3 separate regions of the Mus musculus genome follow, and all the other regions are linked to region 1. The links are chromatin contacts, called in public Hi-C and HiChIP or PLAC-seq maps. All regions are on one chromosome and are shown on one strand. Each heading gives the region's core, a stretch centred on a gene start, on an enhancer-like site or on the middle of the called end of the contact. The rest is flanking DNA. Distances are from core to core; before and after follow the strand shown. Region 1 overlaps Trim2 (tripartite motif-containing 2). Region 2 overlaps Fhdc1 (FH2 domain containing 1). Region 3 has its middle 26 kb from the start of Tmem154.

Evidence for each region. A called contact is a pair of places that touch in the nucleus more often than the background predicts. HiChIP or PLAC-seq counts read pairs in DNA pulled down with a chosen protein or histone mark.
Region 2: a contact with region 1 is called in a Hi-C map of bone marrow-derived macrophages, with 20 read pairs. The contact joins two enhancer-like sites. A contact is called at or near these places in 1 of 39 promoter capture datasets (liver), 3 of 484 Hi-C or Micro-C datasets (the HL-1 cell line, bone marrow-derived macrophages and embryonic stem cells) and 3 of 9 other capture datasets (adipose tissue, liver and pancreatic islet).
Region 3: a contact with region 1 is called in an H3K4me3 HiChIP or PLAC-seq map of bone marrow-derived macrophages, with 7 times the contacts expected there. The contact joins two enhancer-like sites. A contact is called at or near these places in 1 of 484 Hi-C or Micro-C datasets (embryonic stem cells), 4 of 115 datasets of contacts at active chromatin or transcription factors (bone marrow-derived macrophages and embryonic stem cells) and 1 of 9 other capture datasets (embryonic stem cells).

The regions. Positions count from the first base shown.
Region 1 is chr3:84,166,917-84,170,926 of GRCm38.p6, reverse strand. It overlaps Trim2 (tripartite motif-containing 2), which reads left to right. Exons shown (of 12, transcript NM_001271727.1): 11 at 3,135-3,275. Among named protein-coding and RNA genes, the nearest start is that of Mnd1, 13 kb to the right of the region's middle. Within about 2 kb of position 1,261, at least 28 of the 459 cell types and tissues checked have an H3K27ac peak or open chromatin away from gene starts, as enhancers often do. A contact at or near this core is called in the HL-1 cell line and bone marrow-derived macrophages, where this site is marked.
Region 2 is chr3:84,449,484-84,453,197 of GRCm38.p6, reverse strand. It overlaps Fhdc1 (FH2 domain containing 1), which reads left to right. Exons shown (of 12, transcript NM_001205355.1): 10 at 1,711-1,828. Among named protein-coding and RNA genes, the nearest start is that of Fhdc1, 28 kb to the left of the region's middle. Within about 2 kb of position 2,322, at least 41 of the 459 cell types and tissues checked have an H3K27ac peak or open chromatin away from gene starts, as enhancers often do. A contact at or near this core is called in the HL-1 cell line and bone marrow-derived macrophages, where this site is marked.
Region 3 is chr3:84,638,449-84,642,127 of GRCm38.p6, reverse strand. No RefSeq gene overlaps it. Among named protein-coding and RNA genes, the nearest start is that of Tmem154, 26 kb to the left of the region's middle. Within about 2 kb of position 2,202, at least 51 of the 459 cell types and tissues checked have an H3K27ac peak or open chromatin away from gene starts, as enhancers often do. A contact at or near this core is called in bone marrow-derived macrophages, where this site is marked.

The DNA.
Region 1 (4,010 bases), core at 12-2,511:
ACATCATAACCAAGGCAACTCTTATAAAAGAGAACATTTAATTGGGGCTGGCTTACAGGTTCAGAGGTTGAGTCCATTATAATCAAGGTAGGAGCATGGCAGCATCCAGGCAGGCATGGTGCAGGAGGAGCTGAGAGTTCTATGAGCTGATCCAAAGGCAGCCTGAAGAAGACTGTCCTTCCTGTACTTAGGAGCCTCGAATCCACCCCCACAGCGACACACTTCCTCTAACAAGGCTACACTTCCTAATGGTGCCACTTCCCACGGGCCAAACATCTTCACACCACCACAATAATACAGTATGGGCTTAGCATGTACCAGGGGCCAGGCTCGATCTGTTGCACCAACATTATTAAACAACTCCATACAAGTATAAAAAGCAAAGCTATAAAAACGATTTCAGCTCTTAGATTGTCTTCATCTGAGAACTGTTTAAGTCAATAGCATTAGGTGAGATGCAGAAAATATAAAATGTTTGTGATTATCAAAGTTCTAGAAGTGATGGTTTCAGAATCTAGAGATTATTTCAACTCTTTAAGCTCACTTTTCATCTTAAAGAAATGATAGCATTTGCTTTGTTTTTTTCCTCTGTGACAGCTGTTGTATGGTATGCATGAGTTTTTTTTTCCCCATGACACAGCAGTTAGCAGTAACTCTAAATTCAAGTGATTTCTTGCTTAATAAATATGATATCTATAAGTCAGAGTTAGTAAGTAGTCTACTATAGGTTTTTTAAAAAATGGTTTTATTGTTTTAGCAGTGTTTTGGGGGGGGCATTTATTAGTCTGGGATTCTACAGATACTCTGGGTTTTACTTTCCTGTGTATGCACACTTATGATACAGTTTAATTCATAAATATGATAAAGGGAACCATTGTGTCAGCTTTCTGCTGCTGTGATCCGATACCAGAGAATAACAACGTCAAGGAGCAAACGTTTATTTTGGTTCATGGTCTCAGAGCTTCAGTCCTAATGACTTGCAGAGACTAAAAGAAAGTGAGGCACAGCTAGGGCTAAGTTATACCCTCTGAGTCCTCCCGTCTGTGACCTACCACCTCTAGATAGGCTAGATCGCCTTCAGCTTCTGCTGCCTCCTACTGGTCCATTCAGTGATGACCCCATCAGTGCATTAGATCCATTGATGAGGTCAGAGCCTTAGGATCCACTCGCTTCCTAGAAAGCTCACCTCTGAATATCCCAGCATTTGGGACTGAACCTTCAGCACATGAACCTATGAAGACATTTCAGATCCAAACCACAGCAGCAATGAACAGTGATGACTAATTATACATCAGAACAAGTATAACGGTGGCATCCTGCTGTAGCTGTGATCTGAAACTGTGACTTCTGGAACTTTCCACTCCTTTCCTGCCGCAGTTGCAGGAAACTGAGTAAAGCTGCAGCTGGGCAGAGGAACGGCTTTCCTTTTGCTTTCACCACAAGTTGACTAAGCGAGGGGGTACTGGGGGGCATGCCTGTGATTCCCAGCACTTGCAAGGCAAAAAGCAGAGGTGCTGGCAGGGGGCAGGAGGATCAGGAACTGGAAGCAGCCTAGGCTACATCAAGACCCTCTCCCATGAACAACAAAAATAAAGCAAAGTCTGTGTTTTAATTCCAATGTGAAGGAGATGTACTTAAGCCGAGTAAATTACACTGGGTGAACAAGTAAGCAAGGACCACCAAAAGGATCATGTGCAGGAATTACTACAGAAGGAGCTCAGGGTAACAGCGTCCTTACCAGCCCCACACATGCTCGCTGGTCTCTGAAGTTACATTGTTGCGTATAAGTGGCTATGTGACTAGAATTCAGGAAGCCTTTCAAATTCTTCCTCTTTTTCCTTCCCCTTCTCTCTCCCTCATTCCTTCCCCTCTCTTCCCTTTTCCTTTCCCTTCCCTCTTTTTTCTTATTGCTGACGATGAAACTCAAGGTTTCATACAGGCTAGGCAAAGTGTGCCCGCTGCCTTCCCAGCCTGCATCAAGGCATTCATAACCTAATGTATTAGTGAGAACTGCCTGTGCTTCTTTCTAAGGTGCCAGAAAGGACTCAAAGGACCTGAGGCCATCCTCAAATCAGATCGGTGCTCAAAGCTGTGACCTCTCTGAGGTCCACACATGAGCAACCTTTACTCTAAAGGCTGCCCTGACTGCAACACTTCTTGATTTGTTAGTTAGTACTTCCATACATTTAAGCAGCGTCATAATGGATATGTAAAATAACATCCCAAGAACATTTCAGAGCTATTAAGTATCATCTGAAGCATCAAGATACAATTGTTCCCTATAGCCTCATTAGATACATTGAATGAATTTAACATTGTCATTAAAATTTTCATTCCAAAACCTGTAACCTATATTTGTATCGTGTATCACAATTATACAAATATTTAGTAAACCACAGTAACTGATCGATCAGTCATGCCAGGCATGAGAGACCATCTCCTTAAGAGCTCTGTTCATCCCTCACTTGGAACAGCCTCAGTTGGTTCTAGTAGTGAAAGCCTTTGGGGTTATAAACTCACTATTTAGCTATAGCACCCTCTGAGGGAAATAAAACAGCCCCTGCTATTCTTCACCCATGAACATGGTTTGTTCACGCCCTTGTTGACACACATAATGCCTATAATCCTAAGTATGAGTCTTCTTGTTCTTGTTATGTTGATATAGTAAAAATGGTAATAAACCCTGAATATTTGGTCTAACAAAAACCTAATCCAAACTGAATGACAACCCATCTGCTAGAGACATAGTGCCCATTTTTGAATTTTTATTTATTTAGTAAATAAAGCTACTTATTTGAAGATAATATTTAGTGTTTTAAAATAAATAGTTTAAGTTTTATTCAGAATATCTTATAGCATATTGTATTTTGTAATTTATAAAAAAAAAACCCCAAGTATGTAGTAACCAGTTGTAAATGGCAGAAAAAGAAGAGTAATTTAATAAATAATAAATGAGATTGCATAGGCTTTGGGAACCACAAGCTACAGGAGGCTAGTATATAGACGACTTTCCTCAGTCTTTTCTCAAGTCACAGGTCTCATTATAAATAACTTGCTTTGACAGCTATTTAAGAAAAAAGCAATGTAGCTGGGTCAGCTATTTTTAAATAAAAGTTTTTCAATATTTCATACAGGTATTTAATCAGGAAGGAGAATTCATGTTGAAGTTTGGCTCCAATGGAGAAGGAAATGGGCAGTTTAATGCACCAACAGGTGTGGCCGTGGACTCAAATGGGAACATCATTGTGGCTGACTGGGGGAACAGCAGGATCCAGGTACACCAGCTCTTCTCAGGAGCGTGTCAGCAGGGGGGATTGAAGGTGCCCATCCTAGAACCCAGGATGCTTCTCCTTCTGGTTAAGTCATTAAACCGTAGATAACCTCACATGAAGGACCAAACACCCAAACAGGAAAGGTACCTTTTTTGGTTTGAATATTGTTCTCTTCAGACCCCTAAAGGGCCCATGGCTGGGATTCAACGTAGCCGTTGAACAAAAAGGTACTACGTGGGTGTTTTACTCATCTCAAAGTGAAGAATCAAGTTTTCTTAATTGTGAGTACGGGCAAATTATGATTGTCACTAAGAAAAACCACACACACACACACACACACACACACACACACACACACACAGAGAGAGAGAGACACGCACACTCGTGTCTCATTACAGTTGTCCCAGACACTCCACACTGTTGTTTATGTTCATTGTGACCATGACATCTTTTCATTTCATGTGCCAGTTAGCAAACATCCAAAACCTGATATGGTGACACTTGCCCATACCCCCAGTACATGGGGAAGTAGAAAAAGAAAGATAAGTAATTCAGGTTGTCTTCATCTATGTAGAAAGTTCAAGTCCAGCTTGACTGACTTCAAGCCTTATAGATGGTTATACTACACATATTTAATTTTGTGTATTTTTTCATTTCTTTAAGACATAGTCTATATAGCCCAAGTTGACTATGAACTCCCTGTATAATCAAGAAAATAATTGAGACTATCAGTGTAAT
Region 2 (3,714 bases), core at 1,073-3,572, 280 kb before region 1:
AGGCTGAAAGCGCTTAGCTTGGGAGTCAGTTTAGATCAAACTTGTAGAGCCATACATCACTGTTTCCCCATGGACTTGAATGTGGTACATTTATTTTCTATTGTAGTTGAAGAGTTTGGAACCACACCAAGGCCTGTGAAAGGACTTGATTCTAAATTAGTCACTCGGTTTTACAGAGAAAGTGTCTACGAAGCATGAAACCCTAATTACATTACTCTAATTTGCTTCTAAACTTAATATAGAAGATGCATGCTTTAATGCAACAGTGATCTGTGTGGATATTACCTCCAGTGTGTTATTTAACTTATAATAGGCCCAGGTAGCCTCTGGTAAACACTGCAGTTAATCAGGAAAAAAAAAAAAAAAAAAGTCTTGATTTTTCACATTTGCTGATGTCTGAGCCTTCAATACTGCTAGCCTGGCTGGTTTCTGACCGCTGGCACCGAACTACTTAATGTAAAATTGAGAAGAAATCTGCAGAGTTGCCTCTGGTGAGCTGGCTCAGCTCACCACTGCTTGGATCAGCCAAATTAATATGAGATACTTTGTCTTCTTTTTAATGAGGCCTTACTTTGTTGCCCAGGCTGGCCTGGAATCCCTGAGCTGAAATGACCCTCCTGCCTCAGCTTCTTGAGAATCTGGGACTGTAGGCATCTGCTAACATGCCTGTCTATATAATGTCGTTATTATTCGAGGGACTGTAGTTGTCATGACAGCACGAACCATCTACAAATAAGGAAATAAACCACAACTCAATCCTGTCATTAGAGAGTGTCTGTTACTGACATCCAAACAGGAGGATTACCATTACAAAGATTAAACACCTCATAATTCATGTTTACAGTTCACTAGATTATGCTCCAAGAAAAACAAACATAAGATACAAACTTTTAAAAACCCCTAATAGAAACTAATATGCAAGTATTTTTACTGTGTTAATACTATAGAAATATATATAGAGAGAAGATGAATGTATTTTTGAGCTAGCATTTCTTGTTTGTATTGGATAGCTCCTCCCAGCAGGCTTTGTTTATGTGAAGGGGAAGGTGAGCGACATGCACAAGTGAAGTCTGGTGACTTCTCCAATGGACGCCAGTGGCCAGTAAAGGGGGGAAACCTTTTGTACAACAACAACAACCCTAACATTCATAATGTCAACATGAATGCATCCAAATATACAAAATTCCCCTGGATTTTGGGTTCTGCCTGCTCCCTTCCCTGCTGACAAAACCCGTTGTGGGCATTCAATGGCTAGAACCAAGTCCAGCTGCTCATTTGCAGAGCATGAGCCATGTTGTTGTCGGCCATGTTTCCCTTCTCTGTAACGTATAGGGAGAGGTAGAATCTGGCTGCCTGTGACCTGTTAGAGGAAGTCTAAAAGTCAGCCTCCATTGCCTGGGTCCCTTTCAGTTAGGAGAGCATCCTAACACAGGGAAGGCAGCTGCTCCGCATCTCACTGGATTTTAGTCATGATGCTTGTCACACAGAGGTGCTGAGACCTCCTGTGTGAAAAGTAATTCCAGCCCTGCCTGTGGGCTGGGCTGGTTGTCAGCCTGCTTTCCTTAATTCTTGTGTGTTGAGGAAGCACTAAATGTCTTGGAGACTCACTCAGAATTAAACACAAAAGTGGGTAAATGTGACCCCAGTGGCTGTCCTGTTCCAGGCTTGGTGCCCTGGTGCCAGCTGCCCACTCCCCACTTCCTTCTGCAGATTATCTCTGGATATCACCGAGGCAGAGCTGCACTCTCTCTTTGTCAGAACGAAATCGCTGCAGGAAAACATCCAGCTTGACCAGGAGCTGTGCCAGCAGATGGAAGACTTCCTCCAGGTCAGTCCCTCTTAGCATCCAGCAATCTGGGCAGGCCTGCCTATTTGATTTGTGCAGGCAGCAAGCGCCCAATCATGCTTTTACCCCAAGTGCGTACGAGGATCCTCGCGCCCCGCTGCCCTTCCATGGCAGAGGATGCGCAGCGATGATGATCCTAGCAGGAGAAATGGCTTCTGATGATGGTGCCTGGGTCTTCTGATTACTCTTCCCTGCACCGAAATGGCAGCAGCACAAGCCTCTCTCCCTGAGAACCTGCCTGGCACCTTGAGATTTGATTCTGTAGCCTTCATATTTTTGGACAATGGGAGAGAGTCCCATAGAACATCCAGACACTGGAGTACTTGAGCTGATATGCCTCATGTTTCTGTAGAAGAGTGAGACACATCGTACCTGTGAGATTTCTGCTGGGAGCAGCAGGGCACACATAGCTTAGGTACCCATCAACACATGAATATGTCATCAGCCCACAGGGTGTGGCAGGAGCCACTCTGAATAACATCAACAAAAACCAGTAGAGTGGATGTGTTTGTGACAACTCAGGGTGACTCACTAATCACATAGTCTGACGTGTTTTTTTTTTTTTTTTTTTTTTTTTTTGCCTTCCTTATTTAAAAACCAAAGCCAAACCTCCATTCTCTTGTGTTCAGCCTCCCGTGAGACCCCTGAGCCAAGGCAGGGCTGCCCTGGGGGGGGGGGGGAGGATGGATACTTGCCAATCAAAGTCTTCACTGCTTTGAAACCAAGGCCTTCTGCCTGCTAGGCAGGGGCTGTGTATACCACCCAGGGTGCAACTGCAACCCAGAGGCTGCTGCCATCTCTCAGTGCAGAGCAGTACCAAGCACAGTCGGGTGCATGAAGTTCTGGTTCTGTGCAGGATGCTATAGAATTCATGGCATCCAACTCCACTGTGACTGTTTTTCCAGCCAGTGTTTAGAGTGTTTGGCTGTCCCAGGTGCAACGTGGGCTCTGTTAGGCCGTTTCTTCCTGGTATCCATCCATCCATCCCCACAGGGTCTGCGGCTAAGTCATAGGAGTTCTTGTCAGGAGGCCCACTCTTCCGCAGTTGTTCTTAGCTGTTTGCCCTGCAGAAGAGCAATGGACAAAGCATTATCTTTCTGTGAATACCCTCTTCTCTTCGAAGCCACATCAGGAAGGCTCTCGCTGCCTTGGGCCATCAGCTCAGGTGGTTTCTCTCTCTCTCTCTCTCTCTCTCTCTCTCTCTCTCTGGTTTCACTTTCCTAAATAGTTTTTGTTTCCCACCATCCCTAGAATGTTAAGCAAAGGCTGGCTAAGGGGAAAGCGGTTGAACTGGTACACTTCTGCTGTGTAGCTGGCTAAGTGTTCCCTCCTCCAAGGAGGGCAACCTGTTTCTTTCCTATACCTTAAGCCCAGCCACTCACTCCAAAAGAACTTCCTCACAGGTAGACTTTCTTAAGATACACACATACTTGTCATTTCACGAAACAATATGCTTCCTACATTCCTTCTCATATAAGCTTAGTAAATATGGCAGCAATGAAAGCTGTCCACGCAGCAGCTCAAACATTCAACCCCCTTTCTCGCCACACACAGCCACCTCATGGCTCAGAGGCAGTCGCTAACCTATATCAGGGAACTATGCCTTGTGACCCTTGGGCATCACCAGCCCACTCTCTATGACTTGGGAATGTACTGGGGACACACGGTCTTCTGTCACGCTGAGGACTTTGATGAAGTAGCACTGAAATTCTTGGCAGCCATAACCCAGAGGAGCCAAGGACAGTAGGGACTGGGATAGGACCTACCCGAATCTCTTAGGGAGTTCTGATACACCCCAAACCTGCTGCATGTGGGGTACAGCTGCTCAGGGAGTACTCCAGTCTCCCATCCTGGGCAGTCGGGACAGT
Region 3 (3,679 bases), core at 953-3,452, 470 kb before region 1:
CTTCCTCCTGTGTGCTGTCTCACAGGGCTGCACCATGCAATGATGTTCATCATTGGTGAAACTCTAAAGTGTTCCAAGATGGGGGCAGCCTGCTTTTCAGCCAACCCGAATGGCAGCCTGGGAAGACACAATAGCTGCTTTCTGCCCATGCTCCTGACCTGTCACAGATGGCAAGAGTCACTGTGAGAAGAGCCTTCATCTTCATAGAGCCTCTGAAGTGGAAACTTAAGGGTTCTTTGGAAAGTCAGTTGTGTTGGATGGCTTTTGCTGGGGCAAACATGTGAAGGAGTGTTTTCCTGAAGCAGACACAGGTGAAAGGATGAACGTTGCTAAAGCAAGACCATGAAAAGACGTGTGACAAAAGATTCTTCTCTAACAATATGCATGCATAGGTTCACCTTGAAATGCATAACTGAGCTCAGTTTGTTGTGACTCCATAGAGAGAAATGCACCAAAATACTTCTGGTGATGTTTTGGTGGCTTTTTGCTGCTTCCTCGGATGTGGGCCAATTGGCAGACTGATGTCAGCTGACATCATGAGTCAATGATTCAGACTCACATGGAGTTTTGCTAAGACAGACACATGGAAGACACATGATGTTTGAAGGGAGTATAAATAGGACTCAATGGACAGAGATGGCTTGCTTGCATAGTTAGTTGATCTCCCAGCATCTTCATTTCCTTAAGAGAGGCATGGCAGAGAGCTTCTCCTGCTGACTTGTGCCAGTGAACTGAACTGCTGTTGTATTCGTGCAATGTTTGGGAGTGGATGAGCTGCTGCTGCTGCTGTTGTCTTCTGTGAACTGAACTGCTGATTTCCTGACAAGGCAGATGGAATTTGCTCCAAACAACAATTTTTAAATAGGTCCATCTTCCCTGTATCCTAATAACCTTTCTTTTCTACTGCCTCCGGTGGGTGGTGGGCTAGAAGGGAGGTTAAAGCATTTAAGAACCGTTATTAAAAATAGGATTTGAAAAAAAAATCTAAGCTACAAGTCCCTCTACTCCCCCATCCTTCCCTTTCACCACCTCCTCTAAGCCTCAACTCCAGCTGCCTCTAGGAAGAGATGGACCAGAGGAGCTCGTGGACGGATGGAAGCCTTATGATGAGGCCCTTTGTGCCTTGAGACAAGGCAAGTCCCTGCAGAGTGAAGAATAGCTGACAGGAGATTTTGTCCTTTTTGTTGGTTTGTATGACATTGGCTCTTAAAATCTGTTTTTAAGAGATCTTAACCTTCCCTAACATTCAATCTAGATACAGATCTTGTTAAAGGTGGATATCCGTTCTCTAAGCTTGGATAGAAATCCAAACCTTTCCATCCGCAGCGAGGTCCAGGAAGATTTGTCATTACTAAACGTCAGACCATGATCTGCTGAACTGTTTAACTAATGACTTAATCATTGATTTTAAACAGGCATTTAATCACTGCTTAGAAAACTCCACCGAGTGCAGGCTAATGCAGGCCTTCCTTTGTCCTGGAGATGCCCTGTAGTTACTGGTAGCAACCAGGGTCCCAGAAAACCCCCAAACACTCCTGAAGTTAGAAGACTCTAGCAGGCAAAATCACGGCTGCCTCTGCTGTTTTTCTATCTTGTATATTGGGTTTTGGCAAAGACAGCTCTGCAGCTAAGACTGAACGTGCTATAGATAGACCTGGAAATTATTGAGCAGAAAGGGAAGCCAGGACACTGGTAATTAGGAAGAGTTCTTAATTATTTTCCTAATTTTGATCCTGTGGGAGCCCAGGGAAAGAAAGGAGAACTTGAGATACGCTACAGTTTAACTCTGATCCCAGGACAGCCCTCCAAAGGCCTTGCCCGCTGCTGGCGCAGTTAAGTATTAAATATTGCAGACTGACTCTAAGGGAATCTCTCTTCCAAAGAGATTATCATTGACCTTTCTAGGCGGAAATGAGCTGATAATGGGACCTTCGGAAATCGCAGATGCCCGGGTATGAGCCTTTGATAAGGTGATTCATTTAATCATGCAAATGAATGTTTATCTCCTGTAATTTGCAAGGCACCCCTTCTCTCAAGGGAGGGCCTGAGGAGAGCTGCCCTGTGTCCCCCATTCCTATCCTAGAAGAACAATCCCCATGTCTTAGGGGACAGCAGGCAGCCTGCAGCTGGTTGTGCTCACAGCACCTAAAGGACAGCTGCTGGGAGCTTGGGGGTGGTGGTGGAAGTGGCGCAAGCCCAGTGGAAGAGTGACCAAAGCAACCAGGGAGGGAATGCCCACTGTGTCCTGGGGAAATGACCTTGCTTGCTCCCGTCTGGAGGAATGGAACAGTTGGGGGAGGAGCTGCAGCCCCGATCCTGATACACTTTGAATTCTGTTAGTAGCTGGTTGGAGGCACAGTGGTGACAGAAACCTAGATGTTGCTTGAGGCTGTCTCAAGTGTAATATGCTGTGATAGAGGAGACCTAGACAAGTCCAACCTTCTGCCATTGCAACACAACGATATCTTCTACAAAGTTCATGCTCAGTAACCACGAAATGAGTTACAAAAATACTACAGAAGAAACTAACTCATGTTCTAGGTCCATTTATTACGTTGTGTTGTGGGCTACATTTATAACTACATTTATAACTATCTTCAGTCACAAGAAGCTAAGTGTGGCTGCTGGTTACAGGTTGAAAACATCTGGTAAAGCAGGCCAGAATGTCACCAAGTCATCCAGTTAGGTGTGTGGACTTCTGAGGGCAGGAGTGTGGGAGGAAGCAGGGATTGGCCATGCCTGTGTTAGAGACAAAGGGAGAGCCATGATTTCCTGGGAGAGAGGCAGCTCCTATCTGTGAATTTAGGTTGCATTATAAACTGAGCCACTCGGATGAAGCTGTCCAGCACTGGGTTAGGAAGTTCTGTCTGTAGCGTTGGAAACAAGTGTTTCTTGCAGTCATCCATGGAGCGTAGCCATGGGCCTCCTCTGTGTCTATTACACAGCCAAGTGAGCAGAAACATGAGGCCCTAATACTCCATACTGTCCTTCCTACCTGCAGAGACTATGCAGGCCACAGGGGTGAGGCAGGGTGGGGTGAGGTAGGGCAGGGCAGGACAGGGTAGGGCCCTTTGTGCTGTGTTCTCATGATGCTGAAGGTCACTCCCTCCCTCTGCGGCAATGGAGCTGCAGGCCTGCTGTTAGAAAGATCTTAGTTTGATCAGTGGCTCAGTGGGTAAGCACTACAGGTTTTGCAAAGATTCCAAGTTCAGTTCCCAGCACCCATAACAGGCAGCTCACGGCTACCAGTAACTCTAGCTCTAAGAAACCTGACACAGCCTTTTCTGTCTTCCAGGGCATGCATGCCATGTGGGGCGCACGTGTGCACACACCCCCACCCCTCACACAAATTAATAATAATAATAATAACAATAATAATAAATATTTTAAAATGGAAAACCTCTTAGGCCTATTGTATCAAAAAATTTTTTTTAATTTAGATTTGTCAATTAGGCGACTCTCAAACCAGAAGAGTTCTGAGAACTCCACCCAGCAATGTGGTAGTGGAGATGAAGCTCAGAAAAGCACCCTCAAAGGCACGAATGGCTGAAGTGCAGTTACCTGGTGCTAGGGCTTCTTGTAGCCAACCCAAACTCAGTTAACTGCGATTAAACCCATTTCCCTCAGGCCGTGGGCCCAAGGCAGGTGCCCCAGCTCTGCAGGCAACCTCCCTGGGTTT